Linked DNA regions of Mus musculus: region 1 is linked to region 2. The links are chromatin contacts, called in public promoter capture Hi-C maps. All regions are on one chromosome and are shown on one strand. The core of a region is the stretch at or near the end of the contact, and the rest is flanking DNA. Distances in the headings are between cores, read along the strand shown.

What was found. Promoter capture Hi-C pulls out the DNA fragments that hold promoters and counts their contacts.
Region 1: a contact with region 2 is called in a promoter capture Hi-C map of stem cell-derived epiblast-like cells, with 2.5 times the contacts expected there. The contact joins the promoter of Cox8c here to the promoter of Rin3 in region 2. A contact is called at or near these places in 2 of 39 promoter capture datasets (pre-B cells and stem cell-derived epiblast-like cells).

The regions. Positions count from the first base shown.
Region 1 is chr12:102,896,128-102,902,903 of GRCm38.p6, forward strand. It overlaps Cox8c (cytochrome c oxidase subunit 8C), which reads left to right and starts at 3,179. Exons shown (of 2, transcript NM_001039049.1): 1 at 3,179-3,364; 2 at 4,118-4,407. The coding sequence starts at 3,239. The coding sequence ends at 4,210.
Region 2 is chr12:102,280,237-102,287,172 of GRCm38.p6, forward strand. It overlaps Rin3 (Ras and Rab interactor 3), which reads left to right and starts at 2,838. Exons shown (of 10, transcript NM_177620.4): 1 at 2,838-3,090. The coding sequence starts at 3,050.

The sequences.
Region 1 (6,776 bases), core at 1,929-4,428, 620 kb after region 2:
TTGGCTTATTAGTTGTTAGGAAAACCAAAGAATAATGACTTTAAAAAATCATGGAGTGAAGACATGGCCTAATGGTTACAAGCACACATTGCTCTTTCAGAAGACCAGTTTGGTTCCTAGCATCCATTTGGGGAATGGGATGGGGAGTCACAACCTCCTATAAATCCAGCTCAGTGGGCCCAGTGCCCTCTACTGGCTTCTGCTAGTAAACACACACACACACACACACACACACACACACACACACACACAGATTCATAAAAAAGAAGAAATGTTTTAAAATCAGAAACTCCCAAGGTATAATGATTTTAAATTGAGAATTCTTATAAGCCCACTATATCAGAAACATAGATGAACTTGCTTGTGTTTTTCTACGATGTCAGAATTTATTGTTTAACAAATAAATTCACATAGTGTCTTAGTTAGGGTTTCATTGCTGTGAACAGACACCATGACCAAGGCAAGTCTTATAAAGGGCAACATTTAATCGGGGCTGGCTTACAGTTTCAGAGGTTCAGTCCATTATCATCACAGCTGTAAGCTTGTCAGTCTGCAGGCAGACACAGTGCTGGAGGAGCCAAGAGTTCTACATCTTGATCCAAAGGCAGATAGAAGAAGATTCTCTTCTGCAGGCAGCTAGGAGAAGGGTCTTTCCACACTGGGTGGAGCTTGAGCATAGCACCTCAAAGTCGACCCCCACAATGACATACTTTCTCCAACAAGGCCACACTTCCTCCAATAAGGCCACATCTCCTAATAGTGTCATTCTCTATGGCCAAACATTTAAACCACCACACACAATATGGTGGCCTCATTGGGAGCAATTTGCCAGATGCCCCCTGTTTTCCTTGATAGCCTAGGCCCAGGTAAATACACATTCTTTTATCCCAACCTCAATTATTAATATTAACTCTCATATCACACGTTACATACCATACAGTAAGTCATCAAGTCATCACCTGTGTATCTATGTATGTATGAATGTATGTATGTATGTATGTATGTATGAATGTATGTATGTATGTATGTATGTATCTACATTACAGAACGACTACAAAGGGTTAATAGTTCAAGAGTTTTCACTGACAGAAATGCAAGAATTCCCCCACACTTACATGTGTGTGTGTGTGTGTGTATGTGTGTGCACGAGTGCTCACATGAACATGCACATGGGAAGGGGTTGGAAGGTGTACCTAACCAAACCAACCTGGAGAAGCTGTTGTGGCTGAAGGGTCAACGTGAGCTATAGAGTTGGGTTCAGCTACAGAGATGAAAGGGCAGAATCAGATCCAGATAAACGAATGGCTGAAGGGAACCTTGGAGGAATGATAGAGGGCAATTTAAGTAGGCCTTATCAACAGTGGAAACCAAGTCCAGTTGATGTCTCTTCTTGTCCCTTCCTTGCCACATACTGGTGGTCACATGACAGGTTGGGAGAGCTATCACTCTCTCAGTACAAGTTGTTGACCTCTTTATGAGGTCTAGATGAGGGACTAACAGCCCGTCATTGCCCTGCTGAGTCCAGTACGTCATTTGGCCTGGTTTTCCTGATATTTATTTATTTATTTATTTATTTATTTATTTATTTATTTATTATTTACTTATTATTTATTTATTTATTTAATGTATGTGAGTACACTGTTACTGTCTTCAGACATACCAGAAGAGGGCATCAGATCTGTGTACAGGTGGTTGTGAGCCACCATGTGGTTGTTGGGATTTGAACTCTGGACCTCTGGAAGAGCAGTGAGTGCTCTTAACTGCTGAGCCATCTCTCTAGCCCCTGATATGATTTTAGTATATCCATGTGCCTTACAGTTTCAACCCACTCCTAAAAAAAATGTATAGAGCAGCACAATACACTTTCTACTCCCCAAACAAGGCACTTATTATCTCAAAGGTTATTTATACAATAGGCTTGCAAAAGAAATATTTATGATATTAAATTTCAAAACTTATAATAATCTATTCTATTTTTCTATTGATGAATACAAATTTAGTTGTTGGTGATTTCTCATCTTCTCTTCTGGGCCCAGATTCTCTGTACCGTGAATCTTTTTAACATCATCATCATCCTATAAAATTTCTTTCTTTCTTTCTTTCTCTCTCTCTCTCTCTCTCTCTCTCTCTCTCTCTCCCTCCCTTCCTTCCTTCCTTCCTTCTTTCTTTCTTTCTTTCTTTCTTTCTTTCTTTCTTTCTTTCTTTCTTTTTAATGTTTTTTTTTTGAGACAGGGTTTCTCTGTGTCCTGGAACTTGCTCTGTAGATCAGGCTAGCCTCTAACTCATTGATCTACCTGCCTCTGCCTTGGGATTGAAGGCGTGCACTATCACTCCTCAGGTTAAAAACCTGATCTTAGTCTTGTCTCTCTTTTCTCTTTTAGTTCCTTTGTTGCCTTCCCTCCCTCATCCCTTCTCACCCCCTCCTTTCTTTCTCACACAGCTCAGGCTGGCCTCCTGCTCTAACCTTAGCCTAGCATGCAGGGCCTTGACCTCCCAACCCCCTGCTTCCAAACTAATGCTGGAATTACAGATGTGGTCCACCATGCATGGCTTTTCTCTGTTCGTTTGTTTTCATTGTTAAGAATTAGTTTACAGGTAGGGAAGAAGAGTTATCAGCAAGTAAAGCAAGGCTAAAATAGACGCACATTTACTTTGCTCTGGTTTGTGAAAGGATGAGCTATAATGGTTTTAGTTCATTTACTGATGTAGTATGCATGGAGCCCGGAGTTAAAGCGTCAGGATCACAAAAACTAATAGAAAAGGAAGTTAAAAAAAAAATACCAGGAACACGATCTATGGAAATTTTAATTTATATTCTAGAGCAGTGTAAAAATGGTATGATATCTGCTATTGACTAAAAGCAACGGAATACTGAGCAATAGCTATAGATGTTGGCAGCCAATGGTCCCTCACCTTGTGTTAGGAGAAGAAAATCAGAAAATCCTGAGTGTGGCTTTGGGACTGAATAGGTTTGGCAAAGAGTTTGGGAGAGGGCAGGAAGCTGGACTTGTGAGGACATAGGTGGGAAGAAGGTAGAGAGTGGCAGGGCCAAAACACATACAGCGGAGAAGCAGGGTCGGGTAAGAGCTCAAATTCCATGCAAAGGGCTTGAGTGGATGGTGCGCATGCTCAAACCAGCTGCCCGCCCTTTCCTCGCGCACACTTTACCAACGGCCTTTGACTCCGACACTGGTGGTCTCCGGTTTGCTCTGTCTCAGTGGCCCTTTTCTGACCTGCGATGTCTCGCCTGCTGCTACTCTGCTCTTCGCTCCTCCGCCACCGTGCAGTCCTGTTCTCGAAGCCTGGCCACCCAGGCCGCCTCAGCCACTCAGAAAGCCCACAAAAAAAAATCCTGTCGCCCACGGTGAGGTAGAACCCACTTAACGGTCCAAATGGGTGTGGAGGGGGGAGTGTGTGGTGTGTGTGTGTGGTTGTGTGTGTGGTTGTGTGTGTTGGCAGCTTCAGTTGTGGGGTCACTTTGGATGGCGGTTCAGGGCGAGGATGAGAGTCCCAAGTAGGACCTGGCTCTCCATTATGGAGGCACAGGGTCCTCGGTTCACTCCAGGGTAATCTACCTGCCTGGTGGCCAAGACATAGCATTTTCTCTAAAAACTGGTGGAGAGACGCTAGACATAGTTGAGCTTCCAGAATCCAGAGGTCAGAAACCGGCAACTATTGAAAAAAAATGAGTTTTTGAAAATTCAGTTGAATACAAATGGAACACGTTGCAGGACCCAAGACTTTTTTTTTTTTTTTTGGTCATATGACAAATTTCACAGCATACTTTTGTGGATGTGTGCACTAAAGTGCAGGTATCTGAAGAGGCCAGAGGTGTTGGATCTGGAGCTAGAGTTGACTATGTCCTGCCTGATGTGGATTCTGGCAACCAAATTTAGGTTCTCTGCAAGAGTGGTATAAAGTTTTAGCAGATGAGCCATTTCTCCGACCTCTGAGAAAGATCTTTAGCTGGGTGTATAAGGAAGGGGAAACACCCAGAGTTTTGTGCATAAAAGCCCACAAAGTCGGTGTTCTGCTGCCAACCTCCACGCCTCTGCCCATAAGCCGTTTTACTAGGCAGTGGGCCATACTCATTAATATTCCTTTTCTTCTTTTCCAGGAATCAGCTGTTGGGATTGTCGTGTTTTTTACGACCTTTTACATCCCAGCTGCATATGTGCTAAGCAGTCTGAAGTATTTCAAAGGAGAGTAGATACAGGATGTCCAGGAGCAGCACGGCATGGCTCCTTTAAATGGGAAAAAGTGCCTGTTTGAACCTCCTCTGACGAGTTAGTCCTATAACTGTCTGTGATGTTCTACACTTCGGTTTGTTTTTGGACTGTGCATCATATGGACGACGAACATAATCTGCTTAAGTGTTAAATAAAATGGAAACACTTGTTTGTGCTTAGTATTGCTTTCTTTTTTACTTATTTTGTTTTGGCTTGAAATGCTAGGTAGCCAACCCAAGTGCTCGTGCGTGGGAGACACTCTACCACTGAGCCACAACCCCGGCAATTGTCTTCTGAATATTATTAAAGCTGACAAAAATTTATTAAAATTACAGTGAGAAAATTTATAAAAATTACAGTGAGAAAAAAATCAATGAGGATTGTTATGAAAGGTTGCATCAAAAGTTTTGTGGATGTTGAGTACGTGAATCTAATAACCTCAACTGTGAAAGATTAAACAGGCTTTGAGGCCATGGCGGTTTGAATGAAATGAGCCCCCACAGCCTCAGAGGGAACGGTACTATTAGGAGGTGTGACCTTGTTGGAGGAAGTGTGTCACTGGGGGGTGGGCCTTGAGGTTTCCAGTGCTCTGTCACTCTTTCTTTGCTGTCTGCCTAATAGAGGCAGAACTCTCAGCTACCTGTCCAGTACCACGCCTGCCATGCTTCCTGCCATGATGACAATGGACTGAACCTCTGAACTGTAAGCCAGCCCCAGTTAAATGTTTCCTGTATAAGAATCGCCATGGTCACAGTATCTCTTCAAACCAAGATAAGGGTATTATACATTTAGCTATGTTTTTCATGTTTTGCTGGTCCCATTTTTGCTGTGAGAAGATTGTGTGTGTGTGTGTGTGTGTGTGTGTGTGTGCGTGTGTTCTGGGAATGAAGCCCATGGCCTCTCTGTGTGCTCCAGCCCTGAATTTCAGTTCTGTAATGATTCATCTTTTCAAGGCTTGTTTACTACCTTCATGTAGTCACTCTCTTAATTTCTAATTTTGTTATTCTTAATTATCTTTCAAGTTTGGCACATTAGATGTATACACAGCCGTATTCATCATTTTTATTATTGCTGTAACCAAATCCCGACAGAAGCATGGTAAAAAGGGAAAGACTTACTTTGGCCCAGTGGTATCCATCGTGCTTTGGGGATAGTGTGGCAAGGCAGAGCAGAGCATTCCACAGTCATGGTGGCCAGGAAACAGAAGGGTGCCGCTGAAAGTTGGGAGAACATAACCTCAAGGCGCTCAGCCAGTACCTCCTCCAACGAGGCCCCAACTTCATCTCCCAGTGATTTCCTTTACTACGAATCCATCAAGGGATTAAACCACTGACAGATTGGTGCCTTCAGTCCCTTCACGGAAGCCCATCAACATGAGGTTATCGAGGGGGGACGTTTCATATTCCAACTAAAAATACCTTGTATTTTTTTATTTTACAAGTGATGTATTTGTGTGTCATGATGTAGCAGTCAGAGAACAACTTCTAGGGGTCAGTTTTCTTCATCCACCACGTGAGTCCTGGGGGGTCACACATGGGTTGCCAGGCTTGGTAACAGTGCCGTTGGTCACTGAGCCTCTCACTAGCCTTCCTGTGAATTTTCAGTTTACTGTGTAGTTATGGTGTGACTGAACAGCACTGTTCAACTCTAAGCCTCGATTTCCTTACCTATGTAATAGGGACTTAGAACTACTCATTTGAAGGGAATGTGTGGAGATTAGTTAAGTTGGTAAACAAAGATAAAATAGTTTTCAGCATAGTGCCTGCAAGTAAATAAATACAAGTTCTTGTTTGCAAATATTCATTTCACACATCCCTTATTCCTGTGACATACTAAGAGCAATACAGGGCTTGGTACTTCATGGACCTAAAGATCTTAGAAATTTTGCATTTTGTTACTTTAGTGTTATATTTCTGTTTCAAAATTTATACTGCATGCCAGGTGTGGTGATACACAACTGTAGTCCTAGCACTGGATCCGTGAGATCCAGCTGTAAGGCATTTTCTCAATTAGTTATCACCAGGGGAAGAATGGCTCAGCCCATTGTGGGTGACCTGGTAGCCCTGGGTTCTATAAGAAAGGTTGATACCAGGTGGTGGTGGCGCATGCCTTTAATCCCAGCACTTGGGAGGCAGAGGCAGGCGGATTTCTGAGTTCAAGACCAGCCTGGTCTACAAAGTGAGTTCCAGGACAGCCAGAGCTATACAGAGAAACCCTGTCTTGAAAAACCAAAACAAAACAAACCAACCAACCAACCAAACAAACAAACAGCAGGTTGAGTAAGCCATGGGAAGCAAACCAGTAAGCAGCATCCCTCCGTGGCCTGTGCATCAGCTCCTGCCCTGCTTGAGTTCTTGTCCTGACTTCCTTTGATGTGGAAGTATAAGCTGAAAAACCCTTTCTTCCCCAATTTGCTTTTTGGTCTTGGTGTTTCATTGCTATAGAAACCCTAAGACAAGATGGTACCAGTCAGTGTAGTGACATATCGCTGTGACAACCTGACCATGTTTTGGGGAGGACTGTGGAAGGACTTTGGAACTTTGGGCT
Region 2 (6,936 bases), core at 1,588-4,087:
AATCTTAAAAGGCATTTACTATAAGGTAATACTATATAGAGTGCACGTGGATCCATACACTAGACTAAAGTGGATTTGGAAAATTAATTTTATGGGTTAGGGAAATAGCCAAAGATCCGGGAGTAAGTTTCCTTGAAACTTTTTCCTCATGAGAAAGCTTTTAGACTTTCATCTGTCAAGCTGACTCCACCGGAGTCCCTGGCAGGGGAGGGGTGGTTGGGAGTGGAAAAGGAAGAGGGTCTAGACAAGCAGACTGCACATCATCACGAACAGTGTCCACTCAGCCTTCTGGAATCTTGGCAGCCCCACCCCCAATCAGTTATCATCAAGAGTATCTCCATGGTGCACACCTAAGGAATTGTGCCTTTACAAAGCAAGTGAATGGTCAGCCTTCAGGAGGCCTCTGTTGGAATAGGAGAAAGGCCTGCGACTGTTCTGTGGAACTCAGGGTATTAGGGGGTTGTCTAGTGTCAGAGCTGCGCCCTGGAGAGGAGCCTATGGGGTCTGAAAGTGTAGGGTTACTCATATCAGCCTGAAGAACTGGCAAGTAGTAGGATGGTCCACTGACCTAGATCCAAGGACACCTAGGAGGAGCTTGTGGGCTTATTGGAGGAACCACAGCCAAAGATTTCTCCCTGAAGGGATGCTCTCTTCCTTCTCTCATCTGTGCTCATCTATTACAGATGAGCAATGGAATCTCTGAGAAAGCTGTACTGGCTGTTGCCTAAAGAGTCCTGGGACTGGATTTGAACACGTGACTGCCTTCTGTGCCCAGCTTTCAAGCAGAAAACTACAGGATTGTTGACAGAGATGATAGAGAGGTGACTGTGGCTCAGGGAAGAGCTAACCTCGGAGAAGAAATGCCTATAGGGCCTGGTAGTGCCCTGAGGGGATGGCTGGCAGCAATCTGAGTGCTCGGTGGGGAAGTTGTGTAGGTCAGAGTGGCTAAGGTTGCTCCCTGGAGACCACACTTTTTTGTGCCTTCCAAAAAGAAAAGCTAGTTTGATTGGGATGCAATTCAACAGCTTAAAGTGTATAATTTGATGGTTTTCAGACACAGCCACAAAGTTGTGCAATGAATACCACAGTCAATTTAAAAACATTTTCATCACCCCCAAAGAAACTCCATAGCCATTGCCAGTTGCTCCCCACTCCCCGACCCCACCCCACCCCACCCCACCTCTAGCGAACACTAGTTTACTGTTTGTCTCCGTGAAATTGCCTACTCTGAACACTTCATGCAAAAGGAATGTGTTTAACGACTGGCTTCTGTCACTTAGCATGCTTTCAAGACTCATCTGTGCAGAAGCACCATTGTTGGGGCCCCATTCTTTCTGTGGCTCAATAACAGTCCCTGACTGATGATCCCTGATCTTATTTACATATTCATCGATTGATGAATGCTTGGTTGCTCCCACATACTGGCTACTGTAAATTGTTTGTATTTCTTTTCTTTCTTTCTTTCTTCCTTCAACATAGGGCCTCTCAGACACATGCCAGGCAACCATTCTACCTCTGAACTCTAGCTCCAGCTCTGGATAACACAAATAAAGGCTGATATGAACAGTCATATATAAGGTTTTGCATGGACACACTATGATAGATAGCTTTAATTTGTCAACTTGACACAACCTAGAATCACTGAGAAGAAATTCTCAGTAAGGGATTGTCTGCATTTAGTTAGGCCTATGAGTATGCTGGTGAGGGACTGTCTTACTTAAGTTATTGGTGCGGGAAGACTCAACCCACTGTGGGCAGCACCATTCCCTATACAGGGTGCCCTGAACTATGTAAGAGTGGAGAAAGTGAGCTGATCACAAGCCAGGTAAACATGGTTACATTCATTTCTCTTTGCTCTGGATGTCATGTGACCAGCTTTTTGACATCCCCCCCCTCCCCCTGCCTTGACTTCCCCATAATGAACTGTAACCTGGAATTGAAAGCTGAAATAAGCCCCTTTGGGTACGTAGTTTCCCCTTCTGAGGAACTGCCAAGGCTGCTTCCCAAATCAGCTGGCCCATTTACCACTCCCAGCAGGAGACTGTTAACTAAGCCTTTCCTCTCACTTCCACAGGCTGATTTGGAGGAAATGCCAAAAGAGAAGTGGTTGTGAGGGTGTGTGGACACTCTAGCACTCCTGTGTAATCGTGGGTAGAGGCCAAGGATGTGGATGGAAGTTGGGTTACTCCTACAATGCACAATGCACAAGACAGTCCCAAGCACAAAACATTTAATCTGTCCCCAGCAGTCTAAATAATGCCCAGGCTGGGAATGAATTAAACAAGGTGATATCTTGAGGTCCGCTATTACCTGGTCTCACAGGCTTAGCTAGCTCAGGAGACATTTTTGAGTGTCTGGGCGCTTAAAAAAGGAGGCATTACGACTCGCGGTTGTTGTGTAAGCTAGCAAGTTTTCTCCTTTAGTCTCTCACTGGGTGCTGTACTCAGCACAGGTGCCTTAGATGTCAGGCTTCATGGACGATATCTGCTTTGTTAAACAGTGATCTTATCAACAGAGAAGGTATCAAGGAGAGACAGGATGGCCACCTGTCAGGGACGTGGAGGAGGTGCCCCGCCTTGGGGGCGGGAGTGGGTATGGGTCGTGGCTCCCCCGGGATGAAGGAGGTCCCATTTGGGCCGTGGGCCTCGTCACCTGCCAGCCCTGAGTGCCTTGCTATCCGGTGCCAACTTGGAGACTTTCCTGTGAGTTTCGCTCGCAGGCTCCGGGCGGCCACAGTCCGTGCTGTCCTCGACCCCGGCACCGCCCGCCGCCAGGCCCGGCCCTAGGGGCGCGGCCCGGCTTCCGCGCGCCCCAGGGGGCTCCCTGCTACGAGCAGCCACGGCCGAATGGCTTCTGACAAAAAACCCTTGACCACCAAGGCCGGCCTCTTCCTGCGAGCCCCGCGCGCTGCGATCCAGGAAGTGGAAGGCAGCGGCCCCGCGCTTCCCCACTGGGCGCGCGGCTGGCGGCGGCGCCCAGCCCGGCCCTCGGCGAGGGACAGCGCCAGCGCCACGCGGAGGTCGCTGCGTCCCCAATCGCCTGCCCCACGATGCGACGCGCCGAAGCGCCCTCGAGCGCCCACCCTGCCGGGTAAGTGGCAACCCGTGCCCGCCGCTCCCCAGGTGGCCCGCGTCCTGCCTCTTTTGCTCAGCTTGATCCCCGAGAGCCCTGGGTGCTCCGGATAGGGCTACGGGACGTCGTGGATGTCATGCTGAAATGAACACCCCCCACGAGCGTGCGGATCCCCCAGCAGGGACTAAGGGTGAAACTAGGTTCTGCAAGGAAAGGGGGCGGCCTTGGTGACTGCCGAACTTGGCCAAACTTTCAAATCCAGACTTTGTTAGCGGGGGGGGGGGGGGGGGGGGGGGGAAGCAGTGCACAATGTGCGGCTGGGAGGGTTTGGTGTGTTCGAGCCCGAGATGTCCGTGTAGCCATGGCTCTAGCCTAGGCTGAACTTTGGATGCAAGCACTCGCTGCCCTGGCCCAGCCAGCCCCATGCACCACGAAGCACCGCTGCTCTGCCTAAACCCCAGCTTGCGCCCTCAGGTTCTGGGACCGAGAGTGGGGGTGGGGGCGGGGGTGGGGAGTAGGGTGGTAGATAAGAAGCACCTACAACTTTAGGCAGGCCCATCCAGCAGCTAACTCTCTGCCTGGAGGATTGAGGCGCCACCAGATCCCATCTGCCACCCCACTGGATCGGCTGGGGACCTTTGGACTGGCCTTTGAAGAGCCTGGTGTGTGAGGAGGGTCTAGAGTGCTCGGGTGCAAATGATTGGCGGGATACCCAGACGCAGATGCAGTCTGAAGTGTGTGAAATTAAATGGCTTGGGAACAACCATTCGGAAGGGATTCCTACTTTTGTGCTCTTCCCTACCCCCCACCTCAAGACCTGGAACACTGCCCAGAGCTACACAAGGTTGGGAATGTCCTGTCATCCCGCCCAGCCCAGTCCTAAGAGAAGATCGGGAAGGGTGGGGTTTGAAGCTGCACCGAGTAGAAAGCGATTTCTGCGAAAGTCTTCTAGCACTTTCTGAGGTGCCATGGATGATGGACGAATCTGGGGTACCATACTTTTTGTATTTCCGTTTAAAAGTCCCGGGCCTGATCCCGGATGAATTCCCGTGGCTGCCTGTTTTAATTCTGTGACCTCATCTCTTTGAGCTTCCACTCTTTAGAACAGGAACGCTATCTGTACACATCTTGTACTCTCCAGGGTTTGGGAACAGTAGGGTGTAACTGGCCCCCATTCGGATAGGAGGGACTGGGATTGTCCTGGGGCGGGGGGTGGGGGGGTGGGGGGGGGCTTGGCTGCCTCCTTCCTCCTACCCCCAATCCCAGCTACAACCACAGCCCGGAAATTCTGTGTTGATGTTTCCCTTGGAAGTGATCTCTGTGGAGACAAATGTCATCTGCTGGGAAACTGGGAATTCCGATGCGGAAGGGGTCTCCTGGGAGCAAGTAACTGCTATACCCTGGGTGGGAAGGTAAAGCCGGCTAGAAAAGGAGGGTGAGGAATCAGGTTCTGATCTCATCTACTTCCCCATTTTCCCCAAGGATGGCCTGGCCTGACCCATTTCCTCCTGCCTTTCTTTGTTTACCTCTGTACCAGTGATTGATTTCATTGTGCCTCAGTTTACTAACAAGGATAGTCAGTAGTCACTGCTCTTCACAGGCTGTTTGGAGGGGACATCCTCAGCTGCTATTATGATTAGCATCACTGACATCTGTTGGGTGGGCCCCTTCCTTTTGCCAACTGGGTGATCTGTCTGCCTCATCTGAAACTCCAGAGTCCTATAACCCCTCCCTCACTGGGATTGAATTGGATGAATTCTAATGGCCTTGGTCCCTGCTCAGGGGCTGGTCCTTTTTAAGGTCTTTAAAACACCCTGCACCTGAGCCTCACACCTAAATACTCAGGGACCTCTTACCCCAAGTCACCCCTAGGCCCAGCTGCCACCAGGACTGGTCCTGAAAGCTTTTTGAGTCTATCCTTGCACCCTACTGGCCCAGAGCCCCCTTCTTTCTGGGGTGAGAGACATTCAGATAGCTGGGGACTGCTACCCCAAGCAGCCAGGAGAGTGCCCCTTGAGTTCTGAATCCTAGGATGCAAGCTCTGCTTCTTGTTTAAACGGCTGTCTGGGAAAAGAGATGCACATGGGTCGCTGGCTACACTGGTAGCAGCCACATTTTTTTCCACCCACTGTGCTAAGCTCCACCATTCATTTAAGACTGTTAATAACTCCTAAAGCAGTCTCTGCCCACTGGCTAGTGTTCTCGGGGGACATAAATTGAGCAGGAGGCATGAGGAACCCTCCGAGCATTCTAGGTATGTGCTCAGAAGAGGTCACTGGGAAGAGAGGACATTCAGCAGAGGTTTAGAAAATCTAGAACATTCTAAGGGGTGGGGCAGTGTGGTTAGCGGGAGCCAGTGCTGCAGAAAGCAAGGGCTTGCAGGGGTTGGGAGGTCTATGGCGAGTGCACAGGGCCCAGCAGAGGTTTTCATAGAGGGTGATAGACTGTAGGTGGACAGACAGTAGTTGGGGAGGGGCATGATAGCCTGGAAGCCAGGCATAGCCAGGATGGACACTTGAGGCAAGAGAAGTTAGGATGGCAGACTGTGTTGGTGGATCAGTGTTAGACAAATAGAGTTGAGGGAAAGGGACATTGCAGGAGAGACTGAGATGATAGAGGGCTACCCCCCTGGGCTCAGACACCCGACTGTGTGGAGTCCTGGGCGAGTGGGTCATGCTATCCCTCAGTCTGTGAGAGCTGGAAGTTTCCAAGCCTCAGGGGAGATCTGGCAGCCACCGGACACCTCCCCGCTCTGGCAAGCACACCCAGTGCATTTTCCTAGGTTTGCTACATTGAGGGTTTACTTAAGATTGCGTTTGTAAAAGGATTCCACTCTTGGAACAAATGTGCCTGACCCAATCTATATTCCATGTAACCACGAGGCAACAGAGATCCTAAAAGAGGAAGGTGGACTTGGGTCTCCTGAGCCTCTGATCTGGCATGGTACAGGTTCTACAGAGGTGTCCTTAGTCTCTCTAGGCTCTGAGACTGGGAGGTCTTCCAGGCTAAGGTGCATAGAGCAGGGCCTCAGCTCCTACAGGTCTGCTGCTATCTCTGACTTCTTGGCTTCCAGGGTCTCTTGTTCTCAGGTAGTCTTGACTGGCAGAGACAGACCCGGGCCTGGGCCAATCAAGGTTCTTATTCGCAGCGATGTGGAGGAGAGGTGCAGTTAGCATGGCATGGAGGAGTCTGGGCACACCACCCTCTGCCTGCCCTGTACTTGCCTTTCTCTTGATGCCTGCTTGTCTTGCGTCCCAGTGTCTATGGAGAAAACTTAAGATCTTACGAGGCACTTGTATTCTAACACAGATGGGGTCCAGAGATCACAAGTGAAGAAGCCTATACAGTATCTCTGCTGGAAACAGAAGCTGGCATGATAAGAAAGGCAGGCCCCTTACCACCCTCTCCACCTCCCCCAACTGGTCCACAGAAGGAGTGGGAGTTGGCCTTCAGGGTCCCGGGGTGACTGCCGTTTCTTCCCTCAGGCCCTCTCCCAGGTTCCACCTGCCATGGCCAGTGAATCATCCCTTGGTTCATGTCACTAGACAATGACAAATGAGCTGAACTGGCAGGCAGCCACAAAGAAGGGAGGGAGAGCAGGATTGGAGAAGAGAGGAGCCTGGAAAGGCTTGGAGTTGGGCTCCTTAGCAGGGCTGGAAGAGAAAGCACAGCGCAGCGCAGCGCTGCATTCCCCGGGAGTGGAGGAGCCTGTAGCTTTTCCACTGACTTTGGAAAAAGGAATCAGACTTCAGCCAGTTCTAGATTTTTCTGTCAAAGCACGGATTGCCCAGAACCTGCCTTTTTATTTTTAGAATCAGGAAGTTACACTGTTTTGTCCCCTAGGGAGGTCTGGACCAGGAAAGT